Regions from separate parts of the Mus musculus genome. Here regions 1, 2 and 4 are each linked to region 3. A link is a contact called in public Hi-C and promoter capture Hi-C data. All regions are on one chromosome and are shown on one strand. The core of a region is the stretch at or near the end of the contact, and the rest is flanking DNA. Distances in the headings are between cores, read along the strand shown.

What was found. Promoter capture Hi-C pulls out the DNA fragments that hold promoters and counts their contacts. A called contact is a pair of places that touch in the nucleus more often than the background predicts.
Region 1: a contact with region 3 is called in a promoter capture Hi-C map of liver, with 2.9 times the contacts expected there. The contact joins the promoter of Calcr here to the promoter of Asb4 in region 3. A contact is called at or near these places in 15 of 39 promoter capture datasets (the 3T3-L1 cell line, 3T3-L1-derived adipocytes, the HPC-7 cell line and 9 more), 1 of 484 Hi-C or Micro-C datasets (cranial neural crest) and 1 of 115 datasets of contacts at active chromatin or transcription factors (embryonic stem cells).
Region 2: a Hi-C map of myocytes shows a contact between it and region 3, with 2.9 times the contacts expected there. The contact joins the enhancer-like site here to the promoter of Asb4 in region 3. A contact is called at or near these places in 9 of 39 promoter capture datasets (the 3T3-L1 cell line, 3T3-L1-derived adipocytes, the HPC-7 cell line and 5 more), 1 of 484 Hi-C or Micro-C datasets (myocytes), 2 of 115 datasets of contacts at active chromatin or transcription factors (astrocytes and embryonic limb bud) and 1 of 9 other capture datasets (embryonic stem cells).
Region 4: a contact with region 3 is called in a promoter capture Hi-C map of liver, with 6 times the contacts expected there. The contact joins the promoter of Gng11 here to the promoter of Asb4 in region 3. A contact is called at or near these places in 12 of 39 promoter capture datasets (the 3T3-L1 cell line, the C10 cell line, cranial neural crest and 7 more), 3 of 115 datasets of contacts at active chromatin or transcription factors (astrocytes, embryonic limb bud and embryonic stem cells) and 1 of 9 other capture datasets (adipose tissue).

The regions. Positions count from the first base shown.
Region 1 is chr6:3,762,217-3,764,916 of GRCm38.p6, reverse strand. It overlaps Calcr (calcitonin receptor), which reads left to right and starts at 1,294. Exons shown (of 16, transcript NM_001377018.1): 1 at 1,294-1,326; 2 at 1,509-1,695. Gm33576 (a long non-coding RNA gene) reads right to left here and starts at 1,118. Exons shown (of 4, transcript XR_377297.1): 1 at 861-1,118.
Region 2 is chr6:3,740,155-3,742,854 of GRCm38.p6, reverse strand. All of the region lies in intron 3 of Calcr (calcitonin receptor), which reads left to right. Among named protein-coding and RNA genes, the nearest start is that of Mir489, 20 kb to the right of the region's middle. Within about 2 kb of position 1,389, at least 5 of the 459 cell types and tissues checked have an H3K27ac peak or open chromatin away from gene starts, as enhancers often do. A contact at or near this core is called in myocytes, where this site is marked.
Region 3 is chr6:5,389,092-5,391,791 of GRCm38.p6, reverse strand. It overlaps Asb4 (ankyrin repeat and SOCS box-containing 4), which reads right to left and starts at 1,382. Exons shown (of 5, transcript NM_001355662.1): 1 at 997-1,382. The coding sequence starts at 1,183.
Region 4 is chr6:4,002,547-4,005,246 of GRCm38.p6, reverse strand. It overlaps Gng11 (guanine nucleotide binding protein (G protein), gamma 11), which reads right to left and starts at 1,260. Exons shown (of 2, transcript NM_025331.2): 1 at 836-1,260. The coding sequence starts at 931.

The DNA of each region.
Region 1 (2,700 bases), core at 45-2,544, 1.6 Mb after region 3:
ACATACACCTTTGCCTGAAGTCACTGACTTCAGGGGCAAGGGATCCAAGGATGGATGAACAAGGAGAACTGCAGCCCCTTTCACAAGACACCTGAATCTGTCACCCAGAACTACCCAAACTCAACCTCTGAGTGCCTAGGAAAGTATTTTGTCTTGCTCTCTGACGCTTCCCCATTCTATTATTACTACTTTTTTTTTCTGGTGTGTTAGTCACCTCGAGGGCTACAGCCACTTTGCATTCCCGGGATACACAGGTAACTGCTTTTCCTGGCTTTTGCTTGAACAGTCAGGAAAAGAAGTGCCCGCTGATGCCTGGCTGCACCCAGCTCCGGATAGGAGGTGGAGGATAGCCCGTCCTTGGAAGCAACTTGCTTTCCTCCCAGGGTGCGCCTGCCAGCCCAGACTGCGCCCGCCTGGAATCAGATTGTCCCGGGCTCCTGCTGGCTTTCAGTGGAGAAGGGGAATTGTCCTCAACACCAAGTCAGGTAGGTACCTCAGACTACTCTTTTCTAGCTGTGCTCACTTCGGTCATTCACCCTAAGATAATAAACCAGCAACAACCTCTTTTGTGGAGGGCAATGTCCCCCCAAATCCAACCTGCACCTTAGGTTGCACCTGCCCAAATCCAAAGGGGTCCAGGGCTTGCTGGACCCTCTGGTTTTTCTTACCCTCTGCCTCCGGGGTCCTTACTCAGCACTCCAGGTCTTGGTCAGCTGTTTTCTCACGCTCCCACCCTAATTTTACTGCCGCGCCCCACTACAGATTCCACTCTCCATCGGGTCCCTGGTGCGGTCACCTGAGTGACCACGTTTGGAGCCAGGGACCACTCTCTTTGGGGTAGGGTTCTTTGGGAAACTCACCTCCCTACGGAATTTTCATCCTCCAGGGAAGGGGTTGGACTCTCAGAAAGCTGCCTCCAGGGACGGGTTACGATCACTGAGCCCAATCTGTCGACCACCCAACTCCCTCCCTACTCAAGGTCTAACTGGGGACCCTCTCCCGCTTCCTGGAGCTCCGAGCGCTGGGGTGTGGGGACTCTTGGGGTGTGGAGCAGCGGCAGCGAGTGCAGACCCTCTCCCGCTGGGGCTTGGGGTCCGGAGGAGCACGGAGCGGCTGCTAGCCCCTCCCTCCGAGGGCTGAAGGGGCTGACGCGCAGGGAGGGTCCGGGCGGGGCCGGCTCTGAGATCGTCCGCTCCCCCCACCACCCCCCTTGGCCGCAGCGCGTAGGGAGGAGGGAGCGGGTGACGCGCGCACCGAAAAGGACTTAAGTCGGAGAAGTTTGCGCACAGCTTCATCTCGGAGCGAGCAGCGGCAGGCACTGCTAAGGTGAGGCTCCCGCGCTTTGGGGAGCAGAGCAACCGGGAAAAGGACCTTGCCTGGAGCCTATTTTGCTTTGCAGTCTTGGGCTTTAAACCTACCCCATAAAGGAGGCTTAAAGGTCTGGAAATTGGAAGGTGGACAAGAAGGAGTGCTTAGGACTAATTCAGTTTGCTCTCACTTTAAACTAGGAGAGCCAGCCGCCCAAGACTCTGGGCGGACTGCACCTGGCTGGCTTGCAGACAACTCTTGGTTGGAGAGGTGCTTACTTCTGCGCCTCACCCTGCCGTTGGCATCCCCTGCCTGCAGATGCCCAGTGAAGTCTGCGTTCCTGAGAACACCTGAGCTGTGCCCAGACATCCAGCAAGAGAATTCCTGGTAAGAAGAAGGGGTTTTTTCCCCCTTTCTTTTTTCTTTTTTGGAGGGAATGATTGGAATTAAAGATGTGGAGTGTCCCAGGAAAGATGATAGTGAGAATGATACTTTGTGGATTTTTTTTTATATTGCAAAATTGTAGTTTGACTGGTTGATACATTGTGGATTTTTTTAATTGCAAAATTGTGACTTGACTGGTTGATACTTTGTGAATTTTTTATTGCAAAATTGTAGTTTGACTGGCTGATACTTTGTGGATTTTTTTTATTGCAAAATTGTAGTTTGACTGGTTGATACATTGTGGGTTTTTTTAATTGCAAAATTGTAATTTGACTGGTTGATACTTTGTGAATTTTTTATTGCAAAATTGTAGTTTGACTGGCTGATACTTTGTGGATTTTTTTTATTGCAAAATTGTAGTTTGACTGTGATGTTTAGAGGTGTTCTTGTAGGGTCGGCTTAGTCTCGGTTGCTTCATTTTACCATGGCTTAAGAAAAAAAAGTGTCATTGGAAGATGTGATAGTTTATACCTTTGTGTTGTGGAGCTCTCTGGTTCTGTGGGTGTTTTATGATATTACTCATATGAATTTTCTCTCAAAAGTTTTAGCCTCCTGTACTGCTGAGTATAGCAATTTCTAGGCTTAAGGTCGTGGCTTTTCCTAATAGATGTTTAATAGGTATCAATTAAAGAATGTGGGCATCTAGGCAGCGTTGTGCTGGGTCTTGGAATACAGTGGTGAATGCTGTTGCTTGTTTGGTCATGTTCTACACAGAATTTCCAACAATCATTTATGCATAGCAACCATTCTTCACACCTATTAAGAAAAATCTGTTGTTTACATAGTTTCCTAATAAGCCTCCTTTGTTTTACTGCTCTTTCTAAGACAGGGTGGATAAAGTAAATTAGGGGTCAATTAATTAATTAATTAAGAGGTCAAGAGGTCACTTACCTTGAGGTCTAAAATGGTGCAAAGTCAAAAATCAAAAAAGTGCACTTAGAATGGCCG
Region 2 (2,700 bases), core at 140-2,639, 1.6 Mb after region 3:
CTATCATGAACATACTACTGTAAGGAGAGTCTTTGTTAAAGTGTGTGAGCTAATGCTCCCCTGAAAATATAATGACATTTCCAAAGGTATTATGGCCAAACATTTCTAAAAACGAATATTTGTTTCAGTGCTTACACTCACTCTCTATATATGCATTTACAGCATCGGAATTAAACCAGTTAAACTGTTAAATGTTTGGTAGTGGGTGTTGCCATTTTACATGCTTAGTTGGTGAGGAGACACTCACTTTGGGTCTCCTTCCAGACCCAAAGTTGTGGCCCAAACACAGAGTGCGGTGAGGACGGTGCTTGCTGTTTTAACTCCAGCAACACCCTTGTCAGACATCGAATGAGGGGTGAGATGAGGCCACTGTTAGAACAGCAGCCCACTCCAGTGTGACTTCAGGAAGTAGACAGTTATTTTTGTTTAGATTTTTTTTTAAGTTTTAAAGTTAAAAACACTGCGTCAAAAAATAAAAAATCCAGCAAAAATAATCGGTAATAAAAGCAAAGAAATTCTAGACTCAGAAGTCCCATGAAGTCATCTCTATGCCTTTTGCCAGCAGAGGGTCTTTTTTAAAACATGTTCTCAGGATTCTTGCCAGCCTAAACATCAGCTGTCCCAACAATGGGGCACCCGTCATTTCACTGGCAAGCACCACACAAGTTCAGCAAGCTGATGCTCTTTGACCTGGATTTCTCAATAAATACACCCCAGCAGTAGGACATGCTGGATTTAATTTCTGTTTAGTTCAGCCACTTAGCAAATTTACTTTGTTGTATCTTTTGCATCTGTTTTTACATTGTCTGTTTAAATTCTTTCAATGCACACCATTTAAGTCATCTTTCCCTCCTAAATCTTAATTTAACAAAAACACTCCTCTCCAGCCAGCAGGAGTCTGAAAATGCTCCCAAAAGAGAGGGGACATATACACGTTTTATTAAACACATACATGTTTCTTTTGGGTGGGGGGGGCAGGGTTTCTCTGTTTAGCCCTGGCTGTCCTGGAACTCACTTTGTAGACCAGGCTGGTCTCAAACTCAGAAATCCACCTGCCTCTGCCTCCCTAGTGCTGGGATTAAAGGCTTGCGCCACTACGCCCGGCTAGATGTTTTAATAAAGAACCAAATAGGTTCTTTCGGTCCTGATAAAACTATCAACAGAAATGCCCTGTGCATGGGGTCTCGGGGTTACAGAGTACACCAATAATCTCCTGAGTGTGTGTTTGTGTGTGCTTTCTTTTCTTTCTACCAGTTATACTATAGTAGTATATCCTTCTGTGCCCGATGCAGCATCACAAGGGGAAAAGTGCAGGCGGTTGGTTGTACTCTGCTGCCTGTTTTCCGCCCCTCTTGTGGTCTGAGGGAAGTGTGGGACAGCTCGCAGGAAAGATGAGCTCATATTCAGCCTGGGAAAGCTGCTTCAGCGCCCTTCCTCCTGCTCCGCATGAAATGAGCCCTGAGCAGCATGAAATCCTTGACCGCAGGTGTGGAGACGCGCTGTGACATAAATATCTTTGCTGCTTAGCAGTTGGAGGACGGCTGTGGGAAGATTTGTCAAAGCTCCCCCAGCCAAGTCTGACTCTAAGGAAATGGTCATTAGGCTCCACCACAGCGCAGGCTCAAATCCCGCTCCAGCTTCCAAATAAAGAACTCATCTAGCAGAGTTGGAGGAAGGTTCCTGAGGGCTTAGACCATCCCAAGAGATAGAAAAGAATGGGGGATTCATACACCAGACTGGCATGGTTGACTACAAACATATAAACTCTTCTGTTAGATCACAGACATATCCATCAACAAATGCATAAACAAAATCTCAATTATATGAATAGGACAAACTTTTGCCCACACCACTACATAAAATATCCATAAATGTTTTCCAAAAATGGCCAAAATTAATAAGAATATATGTGTGCATGGGAGCGCGCGCGCACACACACACACACACACACACACACACACAGAACGAATGGAGGAAAAATCTGCATACAGTTTTCCAACTACCCTCACAGTGAATGGGACACATAAATTAATGTAATAAATATACCTTAATTGCGTATTTGTCGAGATTACTTACTATATTTAACTCTATTGCTTTTTAATTGTAACAACTAACCTTACCTCAAAGTGTAGATATCATTTAATTTCAAAGTTTTAAACTTTTCTTTGTTTTTGTTTGATGTCAGATAATTTTTCTTACTTCACTCACTTCTGTACCATTTTTGTTTATTTTCATATCAATATAGCAGTATATTAAGTTTTAATAAAATGAAAAGGTTACTCTGTGTTAAGAGGAGAATATATTCCAAACGTGTCTACTATTATAGTTAACATTTTGGTCTTAAGTTTTGTAAATTCTCTGTTTTCCATTTGCTTTCCTAGTTGTCTGTATTTGTAACATATCCTATGTGTTCTTTAATTTTAATTTTCCCAAAATATTAAAGGAAGAAATCCTCTAAATGTTATTATTAGCTGTTATAAGTATAAATACATCTTTAACCAGAAAAAATACAAATAAAATGACAAATGTAGGGATGACTTGCCCCCTCCAGCTTTAAGCCCTTGATTTCAATTCTCATGCTCTTTGATCTAAAAAAAAAATTATTCAGTGCTTAGTTTGGTATTTCATTCACAAAGCTATAATTTGATTTTGTGATTCTGGAGCTTATAAATCCAATTTGTATCTATTGTTCAGCCCAGT
Region 3 (2,700 bases), core at 133-2,632:
GTGTTTGTATCTGCAACTTGGTGACACTAACGATTTTGTATGAATAAAAAACAGATTTATATTTGAACATAAATAGGTCTCCCTTCACCCGACTCCCAAGACTTTCCCACATATTTTCTCTAGGCAGCAGTGAAGGTAAATAGAGTCTTTCTTTGCAGTATGCTCGCCAAACGGTCTAACTATTGAAGTTTTCCCATTATCTAGTTGATTTGAGAAATCAGAATGAGTGTGTTAATCTTGTTCTGATTTATTAAAGAGGAGTTCCAGGGGAGGGGGAGACTTAAAGAATTTTGTTATAATTTTTGATTTCCTATTTTTTTTTTTTTGGACAAAGCAGAGATTCTGAATTTTAATTTTTCAATTTTTTTCTCTACTATTGCAGCCAAGCAGAAAAGAAAAATAAAAGTTAACTTTGTGGTGTTTAGAGTTCAGCTTTTGTTCCTGCACTGAAACCCATTAAACCGATGCAGACCATCGAAGTGCCCCTGGCGCATCTTTCGCCATTCATTAACTCTCTAAATGGAAAAGAAGGTCCCCTTTCTCATTCACAGGGACACGGAGGTGATATATCTGTAAGTGGTTGTTAGGAAAGAATCAGCAGCCTGACCGAGAACCACACTGTCACACAGAGATCTCAGCGTCTTTAAGCAGAGCCTAGAGGCTTTTCTTTATTCTGTACCAACACAGTCACAAGGGAAGTCCCCCACACACCGTGCATGACAAATACAACCTCCCAGGGTCCCAAATTCCAGGCGCAAGAATGGCAAAGAGCAATAAATAGAAATACATAGACAAAAATCTGTATGGATCTATGAAAATCACCCCCAAATGCGCTCTGATTTTTAAAAGGGAAGGGAAGATTTTTAAAAATAAGAAATACTGTCTAAACAAACACTTAAACAATAAGAACGACTGCTTTAAAGACAAAAGCTGACCTACTGACCTAAAAATCCATTTTGTATCAATTTCACAATTACACCTCTCCAATTCTTTTACCTTGTTTGTAAGATGCCAAAATCATGTTCTCATCTTCAACTTCAAACACTGTGTCCACATCTATTTGCCTCTCGATTAAAATAGCCTTCAGTTTTCCGAAGTCATTTGTTTTTAGAGCCTCCAGGAAATCTTTCTTAACTAATTTGGCAGCTCCAGCTTTGCTGATAGGGGCAGTGATGCCGTCCATCCTCGGAGCCCTGTGGAAGCGGAGCAATGATTTATCAGGAGAGCAGCACCCAGCACACAGGCAAGGCTGGAGAGTCCACAAACTGCCGGCTAATTTTATCCCAAAGTTATGCTGACCCGTTCTATTTATATAGGGATCATTTCAAACTTCAAAATATCCTCCCAGACTCTCCCTGAGTTCTCAGGTCCTTTAAACTGGAGATACGTAAGCGGGTCCCTTCCGCTCTACGTGGAGTCGATAAGCAGGAAGGCTTCTGTGACACATTTCCGAGCATGAAATGTCACAATTATTTCTTACAAGACCAAAGTGAAAGTGTAAGATTTACAAAGCTCTTAATTCTCTTTATGTTTTCTCCTCAACAAAAAACATCTGGCGCCTGGCTGGAGCCGCAGTATCTTAGTCTGACTAACTAATAGCCCCAAATGAGAATTTGTTTCTGTTGTTGATACACGTGCTACTGAAAACCTTTAATGATTTTGTGAAATGAGCCTGTAAAATCGAGCCTAATTATGCACATCTAAAAACAAACAGAAGGTTTGTCAGTAACCTACACTTAAAAATTTTTCAATATTATGAGAAAAGCAGGGCGGGGTAGTGAGATGATGGGGGGGGGTCATTTTAGGGGAAAAAAAGAACCTGAAGAAACAAGAAAATCAATGCAACAAGTGAGTGGACTTTATTGAACCCTGCATTTTATTTCTCAAGTCAGTTAAAAAAAAAAGCCATGTTTGAACAAATTACAAAAACAAATACAAGCTGGATCTTACTTTCTACTATGAGCTTATTGATTTGAAAATGTGAGTCAGGTATTTGGGTTCTGTAAAAGAATCCTGTTTGTCCTCAATTAAAGCAATGCCTAATCAATTAGCACACTGTCTCACACATCCTCTGTCTGTTTACATAGTGCTTGTGTGTGTGTGTGTGTGTGTGTGTGTGTGTGTGTGTGTGTGTGTGTGTTTGCTAGGGATCAAACCCAGGGACTCACACAGCTTGTGTTTTATTACTGAGCTAACTCCATCCAAGGTCTTTAACACTTTTGTTTTAAAACAGTTCAGACATGTAAATAGGACAGAGAGCAAGGGACAAGAGGCACAGAGACAGAGAGAACACAGGGAACAAATGTGGCCCAAAGTTAAGCAGCTGGTTACTGTCATGGGCAATATGCAGTTACCTGCTAGTTTTTATTATTAAAATTTCTCCCTGTTAGTTTTTCAACAGAAAAAGTTAGAGACAAAACTGAAGACTTAATTTTACTTATTAGTGTCTTTAATGTCAGAAAATTATCAAGTGCTAACTAGTATACAAATTAGCTGCAATTTACATATCATGGATAGGTTCAGAAAAATGATATAAAAAAATCCCTGCAGTACTTGCAGTGTGAATTTTTTAAATTTTTCAATAACAAATATGTCTATAAACGCAACTGCGAATCAGCATACCCTTTCACTTGATGTACTGATGTGGAACGTAAATATACAAAACTGGCCAGTCCTGAGCACAGAACTTACCAAATCATA
Region 4 (2,700 bases), core at 11-2,510, 1.4 Mb after region 3:
GGAAAAAATTACTTTTCTTCAAATTGAACAAGCTATCCAAAAGTTTTTTTTTTTTCTAAACGACTGGTTGCTTGACAGAGTGGGAAAAGAAGATTAATGTAATCAAGGCGCTTACTATCAACAAAGAATTGAAGTAAAAATTCCAAGTTTTCCATGGAGTTTCAGTGAACACTCCTGGGTATTTTTTCATTGACTGGCCAGGGTGGCCTGGAACTCCTAACCCTCCTGCCTCCACCTCCTAAGTGATTGAAAATTACAGGCATGCACCACCACACCCTGCATTTATTTATTTATTTATTTATTTATTTATTTATTTATTTATTTTACTTTGCAGCCATATCCCATACAGTATAAATGTAATTATGTGTCTATAAGTCAATACAGTAAAGTCTATTAATCATTTAACACACTTCCAAGACAAAATGGAAATTGCATACAATTTGCAAATAACAGAAACTCAGGCAGTGCTCTCAAGTCCCAATGGAGTCAGGATCTTTGCAAAATTAAAGCTAAAATTGTTGGGAGATTTTCAATGTGGTTTTAGAAACATTCTATCATACACCGTCCTTTCCAGAATGGAAGCCAGCTGCCCTTTAAGGGATTGGTTGTCTCCCCTGTTTGGGACTCTGTCTTGATAACATTTGGCTTTAGATTCCTTATTAGTTCCTGGCTCTTCTCACCTTTTGCGATTCCCCCACATCATCTAGAAGGTGGAGCCCCCTTAAAGAGAAGCTCCCAGAAAAAGACACCCACCCCTACCCCTCATCGTTTAATCCAGTAATCCTGACCTTGGCGCATTTCTGAGAGTGAATTCTGAAATAGCCAGCCACCTTACCTGTTGTCTCTGCAACTTGACTTCTTTGCGAAGTTGCTCAACCTCCATCTTCAGTTTTTCCTTTTCCGGCAGATCCTCGATGTGAAGGGCAGGCATCTTTGCCCCAGAACTGGGCCCAGAAGTCACTTGTGCAAGGGAGCCACTGGAAGCGCCTAGAACTGGGACGCTTCCCCAAATACCCGCGGGCCCAGGCTACCGCCCCCCGCGCGCAGGACGTGACTGGCTCGGGAACCGCAGCTCCCAGCTCCCCGGGGGCTCGGCTTCCTGCCCAAGCCTGCTCCCGATGGCCTTTCCCAGACTCCAACCAACTTCAGGGCGGCTTCTCCAGGCCGCAGCAGCCCTGTAGCCAGGCAGTCTGCCTAAATATGGGACATCCTCCTGGCTGCTCTGGGCAGGCTGCAGACCCTGCAGGAACAGGACCAGGTCGCAGCTCTGGGCTGGACTGCCACAGGACTCTTGCCACGCCCGGGGGAGCTGCTGGGCTGGAGACAGAAGTTTTACTTTTGTTCTCTCTCTCTCTCTCTCTCTCTCTCTCTCTCTCTCTCTCTCTCTCTCTCTCTCTCTCTCTCTCTCTCTGTGTGTGTGTGTGTGTGTGTGTGTGTGTGTGTGTCCAACTTAACATCCGGGTTTTGTTTAAAGCCAGGAAAGGAACACTACTCAGCAGGAAATAACTAAGGATCCTTAGATCCTTCACCTCTCCAAGTTTTAAAAATACACAGCATATAACTTTTCCATACACGTAGTGGGGAAAGTGGATATTGGGGAGGAAAAGAAGAGCAATATGGAACCTAGCTAGGTCTCAGAAGTATACAGCAGAATTGTGTTGACACATTCCACGTGGTTTCCTAAAAGCTCAAAAGGCCTTTCACAAAAATATGTTTGGAGGACAGAAGTGGTTTGAGATGCGGGGTGTTTCCTGTCATTAAATGACCATCTGGCTTCTCAATAATAGAGCTTTCACTTTTGGGGAAGGAAGACGTAACTCTGGGAGAATAGAGGACACCCAGAGAAGCCTAACAGAGGCTCAAAATCCCCTCCAGAGTTTCTTCCATCCCCGCAAGTTTTGGGAATACTCCTCTACACGAAGGGGCAGTTTTCTTGCTTTTTAACGTTTTGAATTCCTGGCAGACTTCCTTTCCTGGATGTAAGCAGCAAAATCACTTAGAAGCAGAAGAATCCCTACATTATGAGAACATGGTTCACAGAGAGCAGCCTTGGATAGCCAGGAGAGTCTACCGGGACATACTTAAGCAGGCAATGCCAACCTTTACTGGCTCCGTTGGTCATACTGCTCAAGGACAAGTAAAATATAACGTTTACGTAGGAAACCTGCCCTTGCAGTACTCGACTCCCTGTTCTTCCCAGAGACAACCTCCCAACTCATAGTTAAATGTGGATGAAGAGTGGAGCCATTAACTGAATATTTCAGGGTACCTGACCTTAGATACCCATCATTGTTTAGTAAGCACAAGCTTTGTTTGTGCAGTTTCTCACCAGGCTCTGCTGACTGTCCTCACTGAATATATTAAGATGAAAAGAACAATGGGCTATTTAATGAGTGCTGTTTGGTAGTCCTTCCAACTCTTCCTGAGCCATCATAGCTAAAATTCACTTATGTTTTGTTTTCCCATTTTAAAATTATGAAGTGAAGGAAGAGAGTGAGCTGCTGGGGTGTGTGGTGTCTCTAAGACCTAAATATGCTCAATCGTTTTTGGTTTTGTTTTTGTTTTTTAACAAAGGAAATGTTTAAACGTTGGACTTTTTGTATTTGAAATACCAGAATTTGTCAGGTTGAGAGTTGGACTGTCTGGTGAAGTTTGGCTTCTTAGTGAACTGTCAAGACAAACTCACATCTGTCTGAAGAA